Regions from separate parts of the Mus musculus genome. Here region 1 is linked to region 2. A link is a contact called in public HiChIP or PLAC-seq data. All regions are on one chromosome and are shown on one strand. Each heading gives the region's core, a stretch centred on a gene start, on an enhancer-like site or on the middle of the called end of the contact. The rest is flanking DNA. Distances are from core to core; before and after follow the strand shown.

What was found. HiChIP or PLAC-seq counts read pairs in DNA pulled down with a chosen protein or histone mark.
Region 1: an H3K27ac HiChIP or PLAC-seq map of embryonic stem cells shows a contact between it and region 2, with 17 read pairs. The contact joins two enhancer-like sites. A contact is called at or near these places in 2 of 484 Hi-C or Micro-C datasets (nephron progenitors and olfactory sensory neurons), 3 of 115 datasets of contacts at active chromatin or transcription factors (embryonic stem cells and stem cell-derived neural progenitor cells) and 3 of 9 other capture datasets (adipose tissue, embryonic stem cells and pancreatic islet).

What each region holds. Positions count from the first base shown.
Region 1 is chr4:5,802,795-5,808,747 of GRCm38.p6, reverse strand. No RefSeq gene overlaps it. Among named protein-coding and RNA genes, the nearest start is that of Gm24337, 120 kb to the right of the region's middle. Within about 2 kb of position 3,292, at least 9 of the 459 cell types and tissues checked have an H3K27ac peak or open chromatin away from gene starts, as enhancers often do. A contact at or near this core is called in embryonic stem cells, where this site is marked.
Region 2 is chr4:5,692,146-5,698,272 of GRCm38.p6, reverse strand. The region is part of intron 1 of Fam110b (family with sequence similarity 110, member B); the gene reads right to left. Among named protein-coding and RNA genes, the nearest start is that of Gm24337, 7.4 kb to the right of the region's middle. Within about 2 kb of position 4,157, at least 9 of the 459 cell types and tissues checked have an H3K27ac peak or open chromatin away from gene starts, as enhancers often do. A contact at or near this core is called in embryonic stem cells, where this site is marked.

The DNA.
Region 1 (5,953 bases), core at 2,043-4,542, 110 kb before region 2:
TCTTATACACTAAATTCCCCAAGGAAATCCTAGAGAACAGACCTGTATGCATTTCACTCAGGTTTTGGCCTTAAGGACATTTGATTGCAGGACATTGATTTGCCTTACACATAGATGTTTATTCTTAAGCATCTTGTGATTATGGCCAGCTCAGCCCTCCTCATCCTACTGCCCTCCCTGTGGCTTGTTGAAAGTGACCAGAGCCTAAATGGCTTTCAGTTATTTTGACAGGGACACTTGTCTTCAGTTTGCCTTGCTCAGGGATGCACTGACAAATCCAATTCCCATCTTTACTGTTTTATCTTGTTTTCCCAAGGAGCTATTGTCATCAGATAGCCAGTACACCTGAATTTCATAGTCTATTTCATCTACTCTATGTCTTTATTGAAAACCAAATTTCCCACAAAAAAAGCCACATCCAGGTTAACAATTCTGCAAGATTGATTGGCCATTTCTGGTTTTTGAAACAAGTATAGTGTAATTCGACCTGAAACACACTTGTCTGGAGCAATTCCTGAAAGAATTCAACATGTGTACGCATATGAACACCCAGTCATTAAGTGCAGAAAAGACAAAAACCCATGTCTGCTATTAAACTGGCTTTACAGGCATCAGGTGGTAATGTTAAATGTGGAGACCAGTTGAGAATGTGAAACACTATCCAGATCTCAATTCACAGATTCTTCACACCCAAGAATTCTCAACAGATGGAAGCAGCCCATAAAACAAGAGAAGGGGTCTTCAGGGGAGCCAGCCGGCGCTACAGCAGATGCCTGAGCACTGAGCTGCCCTGAGAAATCTGAAACACTGGGCAAGACACATTGGGCCTTTGTCCACAGCTAGCAAAACAGGGCCTTCCCATCCCCAACCCCCACTACCTCCAGCCTCTCCCAGCCACAGGCAGGAGCCATACACTTCCCAATCATGTGCATTTGTCAGCTCAGTAGGGGAAAATAAAAGCTTTCATTGAAATAGCTACAGGCCTAGGGCGTTACCAAGGCATGTATTTCCGCACTTCCCACCAAATTAAAATGCTCAGTAACTCCAATGATGGCCTAGAACTTGCCCTGAGAGTGCAAGGGCCAGGACATCGTCCAGCCTGGCTTAGATATACTCACGCAAGGAGCTCACCTTGCTGCTGTAATCCCTCCATTATGTACAAGAAGAAAGCACTAGAAACATTTATGTGAGCTTACCAATCCTTGAAAATTGGTGACTCATTTATCCTTGAGAAGGCAAAGAATGCACTTAAGGAGGGTGTAGTGAGGTCTTCTCCTGCTTCTTGCAGGAGACCTTCCAGATATTATCAATTGAAAGCCACCAGTGCAGTAGTTTCCCACCATGGGAACAATTGCATTCAAAAGTGGCTTGCTCTTTCCTCCTCAGCCCTGATAGCAGAATTCTAGAGAACAGAGGGTGAGCCTGTGGGTAGGTCAGTGTGCACAGTGGAAGCATGCATGAGTGGCTTCTGAGTCAGGCGTGTTGCTGCTAATCTGCTGGGAGATCCTCAATGGTTAACATCTAGTAGCTCACTTGGAAGCCATTCCACAGACCCATTCTTCTCCAAGACTAGGAATCATAGAGAGATCCCAGATCTTCTCCTTCCAGTCCATGCCAGGTGGTCTGCTAGGCATGGGTCATACCATAGTGACAGTGCATATCTTCAGGGAGGGAACCTTTGGGAAACTGAGGCAGAGCCATGCTGTGGCAGCAGCTGTGGGTAGAGAGTAAAGACAATGGGGTATATTATAGGCAGGGGATGCCTGGAGTTTTGCAGATATAGAAATCTGACTTGAGAAATCACTTCTGAAGACCACTAGCCATCTATAAAGTATTTACAGAAGCAACAGTTAAAATGTAGGTAGTAACTTCAAAATTTTCTCAAATTTCTTAGAATGCTTTATCTGTATGAAGTTTTATGACATCCAGGGTTAAATAATAAACAGTTATCTAATCCTAATAGGAAAATTTTGAATCAAAGTAGCCAATGTGTAGTTTTTGAGGCAAGACACATTGGACAGGAATACAGGTACTCCAGCTTCCCTGTGAATTACATCACAAATCCACTGGAAGTTGAAGTCATGCTGAAAGTGTGTATCATATGCCAACCTACCAATAATCCTATCTTAGCAATCCAGTGAACTGTAGAGATCAACTTCCAATGACCAGATTCTTGTCAGGGCAGGGAAGCAGCCTGTCACCTGCCTTAGGAAAGATCAAACTTCAAAGGATTTCTACCAGATATTTAGGTTCTTACTGTTTCATTTCGGCATCACGGAACACCTGGAGCAGGCTTGCTCACAAATTGCTGCTCTTTCTCCACATGGAATACTAAGATTTGGCAGCAAATTCCTCCTTGGTGAGGTCAGAATACCAGCTTCTTCCATTCTAGTGCCACCAACCAGCCTGCAGGCTCTATATAGTCACATGAGTGTCTTACCGTATTTCTCTGTAGCTTTTTCTTTGCTGTGCAACAAGCTGGAGGACCACTGATCACTCCTGTCAGTCCCAGAAGCTTCAGTCCTGATGCAAATAAACATGAATTTTTGTAACCTACTATTATAAGGAAGAATCACCAGTCAGTACATACAATATTTTTCGTGTCTGAGAAAATTCTGCAATGCAACTTCGTGGTGAGGATCAAACCCAGCTTCTACCAGACTAGATTCCAAGATTCGTTTTCAAACACACAAAGGAGTCTTAGGATGTCTTATTAACCTTGGTTTGTTTCCTTCTTCCTAATTATTGAATGGGTGTCTTTGAGAAAAAGCATAATTCTCAGATACTCTGTTGGCAAGGTGGATTCTTATTTAATCCTAAAATTCTTGAGAGTCAAAGAATGTGACTGAGGGCTAATCCTAGAGCAGCATTCAAGACACTAATACTTGTTTAAGACTGAGATGAATGGAGTGTTCAGCTAGTGAAAGGCTCATTTTCATCCCCAAAGCACTGTGACTTGGTGTATGTCTGGCTGCATCCCATCTGTCAGCTTCTGTCAATCAGAAAGGCTAATGAGTCTTTCTGAAGGTCCCTTCTATTCAAGAAGAATCCTTTGATAGACCCCATTTCCTTTTCCAACTAACACTGGATGGCAGCTAGTGCATAAAGTGCCATTCAGTGCAGTGTCTGGGCCTCATCTGTCCCCTATTCACCAATAAAGTATAAGAAAATAATTTTTCATATTCTTTAAATGTATCTTAATGCTTCAAAATTCAAACTGTCAAGAAATACAGGCATTACATGACCCTGCCCTTTTTATAGGTGAGGAAATGAAGATCACCTGTTAAACAGGGTGTGTGTGTGGGGGTGTCTCAGATTGTGGAGGGATGAGATGCAAATGCTGAGCCATCTCCTCTGGCAGTCCTTTCTGCCAGGTTTCAGAGAAAGCAAGAGGGTGAATCCTCTTGAAATCACCTTGGAGAGAGGTCTGTATGAAGCTTTAAGGTGGGTGTCCTTACAGTGTAGTGTGTGCCCAGGCAAGAATGACACACCTTACAGCCATTTCCTGAGCTAATAATTGAATGAGTTAGGTTTGACATTTTCTAAAGGGTAGTGAGCTCAGTCCTCTTTTCTGAGCTAAGATGGCCAGTTCAGCTTTAACTTACAGACATCCTTGATCTCTTTGTTTCCTAAAGCATCCGCACAGCATGCACCCCCACAAGGCTTTGAGAACAGAGAGATGCTGACTCCTCAAACAGTCCTCATGTGTTTCCTGACTGTAGATTTGTGGCTATTTGTCTCTGCTCTTTAGCCTTCCAAACAGCCTTGATCCAAAAAAGGCAGGATGTCACTTAAAAATCGGCAAGGAAGAATGATCTTCCAATGGCCTTGTCTCTCTGAATTCAGTGTTTGCTACTCAGGTTGGAACAGTTGAAGTCTTTTTTTCTAGATTTATGGGATCCCATTTAGGTGAACGGGGAATTGCTGGAAGTTGAAACGCCTTTAACACATTTACACACCTTGGCAGCAGATTTAATGGTCAAATGAGCTGAAGGTCCCTTCTGTTCTGTGCATAAACTCTCGCTCTGGTTTTGAATAAAGCTCATAGACAATTGGAGCAGGGATTGTGGTGTTGAGTTCAAGTTTATCCAGCACCTGCTTCCCATGGGGTCTTCATCTCCTTCATCCCCTTCATCTCCAAGGGGCTGATGTTTTTCATCTCTAATATATGGGTAGAAAGTGCCACTTGGGTCTCCTTGGGACAGAGTTTATATTTTAGGCTGGGGCTTAAACATGAAGCAAGGTGAATGTGATTAAAAATCAGAATTGCTCTGAAGTTTGAAGACAACTTGATGCTCTGAGTTCCTATTTTGGGGCATTTAAGATTTCAAGATTTTTGCATTATGATCATTGATTAGTAAAGTCTATGCAAATATCCTCAAATCTAAAAATCTGAAAAATTCTAAATACTCTGATCCCAAGCATGTTTTTTGATAAGGGATCCTCAGAGTAAAGACAAACACCACCATGCCTTGCCAACTGTTGCTGCCAAAATTTCACATCACTACCAGTAAACACTTATTATCTATCATATACTCTGGACTGCTGTGTTATACACTGTGAAACCTAGGACTGTCATCCTAGGAGATTTTTTCCCTCTCTCACAAGGTATATAATTATCAGGAAGCTATACTTTAATAAGGGCACAATGTAGGCTTACACAGGCTGGATTTGTAGCCATGACAATAACCACAAGCTAGTAAGATTGCCCAGGGACTAAAAAAAAAAAAAAGTTGGATTGTTGTCTTGAAAGAGTATCCTTGAAACTAAGGGGAGAGTGAATAGTCTTCAGAAAACAACACACTCCTGAGTCACAGCAGCCCATGGTTTAAAATTATGGCTGCTTGTTCTTTGACTTTCATCCATTATCATGGGGCCTTCTTGCAGGGGGTACAGCCCCGTGGTAGAGCTTTTGTTTAGCATGTGCAAGGTTATGTGTTCAGTTTTTAGTTCTATTCCAAGTACCAGCAAATTAAAATCAACCAACTGAATAAGTAAATAAATAAACTCCAATCCAAAGCCATATTCATAAAGCACACCTTGCTCTTGCCTGTGTGGGCTGTATTTGCGGTTCACTTCCTCTAATGCTCTGATTGTGATAGAGATGTAGGACACAGGACAGTCCTGCCTTCTTCACTCAGTCCTTAGTTATTCCTAAAGCATAAGGCAGATGGCTACTCTCTGTTGTTATCTTGACTGCATATGAAATTAACTAAAATATAAATGATTGGGTTCACCACCACAAGGAATTTTATTTTATTTTATTTTTTTATTTTTATTTATTTTTTTTGTAAATCATTTGTAGTGAGAAGACCTACTTTTAATCTTGATCTTTGAATTGGGATCTTTAATCTGGGACACATCTTCTCCTGGCAGCCTATGCAAAGGTAATGGAAGAAGGAAGTTTGCTCTCTGTTCTTGATAGCAAGTCCCTTCTTTTATTGGCCTTAGAGCCTGTTTTGGGATCCTGATGTATAATGAAGGACAGATGAGACATCTTGACTCTCAGACTGAACAACTACTGGATTTTTGGGCTTCTTCTTGGTAGACAACCATTGGTGGACTAGCTGAAACATAGCCCTATAGCCTATATGCCATTGTAATTAATCCCAATTGTGTGTGTGTGTGTATTAGTATTTTTGTATATATTCATTCTATAAGTTCTGTTCTTCTGAAGAACCCTGATGAACTGATGAATACTGGAGAGAATTTTCCTGTGAGGAATTGAGGTTACTTGCCATGAAAGCTATATTAGAGAGTGACTTTCTAGCCTGTGCATCCTGATGCACTGCCATCCGTCATCTTGTGAACATCGTCATGAAACAACCTGTCAGGAACCACATGGCTAAGCCAGTCCAGGGTTTTGGTGCACAGACAAGATAACCAGAACTTACTGTTTTAAGTGGCTGAGTTCTGGGGCAATTTATTATACCATGTATTATAAAATTAGTAG
Region 2 (6,127 bases), core at 2,908-5,407:
GGTTGTAGTTTAAGGCTAACCTACAGTGTGTGATTAAAGAAAAAGACACTGTTGCGAGGGAGCAGATCACATGACTGGGATCTGCTCCTCTAAGCGCCAAAACAATGGGACAATGATAATTCCTTTTCCATAACATAATGAGCATCCTGCGCGGAGCCCCACAGAACCTGTCCTAAAGGACACCTGAGCCTTCTATTTTTATCCTCTTGATAGGAGCAGATGATTTCCTCAAAAAATGTTTCTGCAGATGCTGTTGGATGAGCTTAATTAGACAAAACCACTGCAAAGCCCTGTGGGCTGGACACCAAACTGCCAACCAATGCTGAGTGATGTGTAAGCAGGTAGTGTGCAAAGCAGTTGAAGGAGATCTAGCACACAGATTTCCACAGCACACAGGATCCAGGGAATGAGAATCATAAAGGTTTCATGCTAGCAACTATACTAAGGCGTAGGAAAAATAATAACAGAAGTTAATGTTTAAATTAATTCTTACTTGGACATTATATTTCCCTTTTAATTTTCACTCACTGAGACACCAAAAGGAAGCCAGTGTTTAAAAATCCCCAAATCTCATCATTCATTATGTACATCAACAAGCACACAAAACCCTTTATGTCCTGTAACCAGTTTTTCACAAAAATAACCCAAAATGTATGGAGACAGGATTCCTGTATTACCCTGTGATAAAAAGTATGATTTAGTCTTTAAAAAAAAAAAAGATAGAGAGAGGAGGAGGAAGGTGGGGGAGGAAGCAGGCAGGCAGGCAGACAGAAAGACACACACACACACACACACACACACACACACACACACACACACACACGAAGAGGCAGAGGCAGAGGCAGAGGCAGAGGCAGAGGCAGAGGCAGAGGCAGAGTGTCAGTCAGAGAATGATGAACAGGGAACCTCTGGTCCACAGTTGTGTATTAGTGAGCCCCAGCTTGTTCTCATGGGCTCTAGGAACCTGAACAAGAATTATGCTTGAACAGGAGATGATCACTGGGCCCTTCCAAGGAAACAAAAATGGTATTGCAGATGTAGCTCAAAAAGTGCTCCGATAATGAAATTAATCAACCATCTTAAACCTCATTACCCACATCCTCTCCAAACACTAGGCACACAGCTTCAGGTGTGTTTTCCTATGGGCAGATGAAATAAGCTGAAATTCTGAGGCACACTGTGTCACTGCTTTGAAAAATTGAAGAGTTTAACACAGGAAAGAAACCCACTAGTTTTCTGTACTTCTGCTTAATTGGTGTCAGTCTTTAAATGGCAATTTTAGTACTTCTGGGAAATGTCCGTACTGTCACCAGGATTTTTCTCTACATAACTTGTCTAATCATTTTTTCTTTGCTTTGCAAGTCTGGGACCATTACAGATAGAGACACCAACTCTAGAAACCTGACATATATAGCTAAGACTCCTGACTTCAACATTCATGTCCTTAAAAGTCTATATACTATATGTGAAGGCAAACACTTGCAGCTAACCCTGACAGCCACAGTAGATCATGTCCCCATCACCACTACTCAGGAGAAAGCACAGTGGACAGTAGACTATACACGTATTTAAACCTAGCCACTGATGGTTGCCTGACTTTCAATCAATCTGTCTTTCTGTGAAATTAGTGTGGGGAGGTGGTGCCTGCTGACAGGAACACTGACCTGCTGGGTGTGGGGACCAGCAGTGCAGCTGCCTAGCATGTATAGGACCTGCTTCCATACCCTATAGCACCACAGGAACAAAAGAAGAGAAAGAATGGACTGCTTTTTGTCCTGGGGTGAGATCTGGACAAAGGTCTCCTTCTTTGGATCCCTGATCTAAGTGAGCAAGAAAGCAATTATATGCATATAGAGTATACAGATATGGTAAAGGCTTTCTGGTCATTTCAGTTAAATTGACAGGAGACTGTGCTCTAAAGAGAAATTTCATTATACACTGTACACTACAAAACAACAACAAAACAAAACCAAAACAGCTACAGTATGTGGAACCAGAACTCAGACATTCATTTTTAATGATTAATGCCTGGATATTAAAAATTAAAACAGATTAAAATATTGTATCTTATTGTCCTCAACTATAAAATGAGCACTTCTCAGAATGACCCAAGTTATACAATGAACTAATTTCTGAATGGATTATGATGATTTTTTCACATTTCTGTATTTTATATGAATATTTAGAAAAGAACTGGTTTTGACAATTCTATTAAGCTAGTAATTCATTTAAAAGCAATATTTTACTACATAACCCAGTTGAACTTGCTATCCTCATGCCTCAGCCTCCTAAGTAGGAGGCACCAGGCTAGAACTGTTGTGATAATTTAATTACACAAAATATAGAAATTAAACTATAGCCAATCTGCTCAATGAATAGCTCATTTAATCCCCTTATGTTAAAATAGTCTTAGCTGGAAGAATCATTTTTCTGTAGTATCCAATTGTGTATGTTCCCCTTACGATACATAGGTTGAAATCCAGTGAGCAAGGCAATGGCACTGGGAAAGCCTCTGAGTGTTCTTTCCTGCCCAATCCTGAGGGCAGAGTGTGCCTATGAAGGAGCCCAGCTGCTTCTTCCATGCTGCCATGTGAGACCACAGGAGCTGCTTGCTTGAGGAAGGAGCCCTTGACAGTTCAGAGCCTGCTGATGACATCCAGTTGTTTCCACCTTCCAAAACTGGAAACAATAAACTCCCACTGGTTTTAATTTACTTAGTCTAATGTGCTTTATTATATCAGCCCGAATAGATTAGATATTCATTTTTTTCTTTTAAAAGTATGGGTGGGTATTATTTTTCAGCATGGACATGTGTGCACCACATGGATGTAGAGATTTCAGAGACCAGAAAAGGGCATTAGATCCTTTAGAACCGGACTTACAGATGACTGTCAGCCACTCTGTGTGCTAAGGATTGAACTTAGGTCCTCTGGCAGAGTAGCCAGTGTCCTTAACCACCAAGCAATCTTCCCAGCCTCAAATTAGATATACTTTTTAAAAGTGTGTCAGTCCCCTATTTGGTGCTATAATCTGAATAGTTTCCTTACAAAACTACTCCTTGGTTTACATTACATACGGTATGGTTTTGACACACATCCAGAAAGAAGTACTTGAATTTTAAACAAAATTTGAACTCATGCAATCAATAAATGGACATGACGATAGGATGTAAGTTGGATCTGAGTGGTTTTAGGGCAAAGGGTAAAATGTGTATGTGTCATAGAAAGGCATCACATATAGAACTGTTTGCAGAAACATTTAAGTGTCCTACCTATTAAGCATGTGGAGACTGCTTCCACACTGATGGACAGATTACCTCTTCTACTTTGTGAGCATTTACTGAATTCCCTAAGTAGTCAAGGATGACCTTGAACCCCTGATCCCCTGCCTCCACCTTCAAAGAGCTGAGATTACATGTGTGTGCCATTTATCAGTTAATATTCTGAGAAAAGATACAGTAGCAAAGAAAACTGTGACGATGCTATCAGGGATAGACTCCCAGCACAGCATTCTGATTTCTATTGGCAGATCACATTCTTGAATGTAGGCTCTGCTGCCATGTCACAGACTCCAGACCACACTTCCTAGGTGCGACATTCTTACTGAACAGACCTGCAACACACTATCTTGCCAATTAGTGTCACTCTACTAATTCTTAAAGTAATTAACAGACTACTAAGCTTTGACTTTTAACTAATTAAATCACGTTAAAGAGTTTTAATTTTAGCTAGATAAGTCACTATTGTCAAAAACAAAGTAGAATAAAATCTACATCACCAGTTTACACAGAACATGTTTGTTTACCCGATGAATAGATGGCGGGTTCCATCTCCATCAATGCATAAAGTCTTCTGACAGCTCCAGGATATTAGCCACAACCAGCATTTTGTTACAGTGTCCATGAGTCCCTAGAACAGGAGTCACATAGCTAGAAAGGCCCCTGAAGATAGGAAGTGTGAGCTAGCAGGGTTAGGACAGCTAGGTATAGGTAACTATGTGATATGAAAGGGAACATGGGAAAATCAGAGAGGGTTTTAATTACAGAAATGTAACCTCCCCCAAGCCTGAAGCTGGCAGAGCCAAGGCCTTGACTTTGCTGCCACTAAGGAGATTAACTAGGGTGGAGCCTGTCTTCCTGGATCACTCTATTGTTCAGCCACTGTCACTGTTGCTCTTCAAGATTCTGCTACCTGCTGGGTGGCCGCCCAGCTATTCCTGAGACCACACCCTATCCTGCATGTGGTCACCTGCAACTGGGCTCCAAGGATGAATTGGCAGGAATGGGCCTCCCCCTCCTTTATAAGCACATTTGCCATTAAACATTTGAGCCTTGAACAGAACCTTGTCTTGGCTCCATTTCTCTCTCGTCCGCCTAGTTCCCCTCTCTTTCCAGCCCCAGTTTGCCTCCCAGGTGTAACCCAGTTCATGTTAGCCGCGGCCTGGTTTCCAACAGTTTGGAGTCCAAACGTGGGACCTGAGGAATGGCAGAAAAACGCTGGAGGAACGCTGCTTGGTAATGGAGCTCCACGGAAAGGAAAGAATCAGAGAATTTGTATGGGGCACGGTGAAGCAACAGGTAAAGTGTTGCTGTAAGTGCAGAAGATACGGGCTAAGGTTGGAATCGGTGCTAACCCAACGTTGCATTCACTTAGGTTGGCAGTGATTTATCAGAACTAGGAACGGATCAGGCAGTTGTCCACAGTTTAAAAAACAAAAACAAAAAACAAAAAAACAACTGCTTTAAGCAAGAAGAAAAAGGGTTTAAATTAAATAATCAGGCAGATGTCCGCAGACAGGAGTTGCATCAGGCGGCAGAAACAGGGTTTGTAATAATAAAATAATATAGAGGAAAATGGATTTTGAAACTCTCCCAGAGGCAGAGAGAAATGTCAGGGGACGCCCTGTCTTTTTCTCTCTAGTCCCTACAGCAGAAGTTCTCTGCCCTCTTTGTGTTGTCTAACATCTAGTGTCTGGTGCACCTCGTGTCGATCCATGTGTGTTTTGTCTCGTCTGAATGACTGAATGTTCTGTGTTTCATGTTGGAAAATTAAGATGGCTAAAACTTTATCTGCTAGCTCAGCAAGAGAGTGGCCACATGCTTTAGCCAGGATCAGGCACAGCAGGAGGGCTTCTGCTGGAAAAACAGTTTTTTTTGAGAAAAGGAGTTTGCAACCTCTTAGTTTTAAGACAAATAGGCTGGTAGTTGTTCCTTCCTAAGAAAATTCTCTGCAATCTTGATTATTGCATTTAGCTAGTGACAAGGTCTTATAATTATAGCTAGAAAAGTTGAAATTCTTTGATTGGTCTAAATTTATTAGACTCATGTAGCCTCTTCATTTGGCTTTTTACTGGTCTTAGAGGTGTAATATGCTCTGCGAGTCTTCATCACAAGAGTATTAGCTTATAAGTTATTGGGTATGATCAAAAAGGTGTAACACTGGTTACTAGAAAGTTAGCTTTAAATTGGTAACTCAGGTTTGGAGTCCTTCAAACACGTGGCATAAGGCAGGCCAAAAGGCTGGGCCTCTAAGGATACTTCTAGTTGAGATAATATTTAATGTGATTCTTATCCTAGAAAGTAGAATTAAAGATAAGATTTAAAGCAATGTCTCTTTAATGAAGCATTGAAACTTGCAGTGTCATGCAGTCATAGGTATAAATTGGCAGCCAAATTTCTCAACGTGATAGTGAAGTTTTGATGTTGATCCTAAAGTGATAAATTGTTTTTAAATTGGGTTTTGCTTTCCCAAGGTTGTAGTTATAGTCTAATATTGCAAAAGAAACTTCATAATTCCGAAATCTGTCCTCACGGCAAGAGGAACTAAGCTCAGAGCAGCCTCTACGGGGGTGTAACCCAGTTCATGTTAGCCGCAGCCCGGTTTCCATCAAAAAGGGAAGGAAGGAGAACAATAAGAGATAGGAGGAGAAGGAGGGAAAAATAACAATAAGGATGTCTAAAAAAGTCATGAAGAATTATGTTTTTATTTACCCAAAATTGCATATATTACATATAAGCATCTGTGTGCACATATACATTAATAGTTTAAATGAAATTATCCTACTTGAGCTGATAATGGTCCCACCAAGAATCATTGACTCTAACAAAATCATCAATACCAGGCATAAG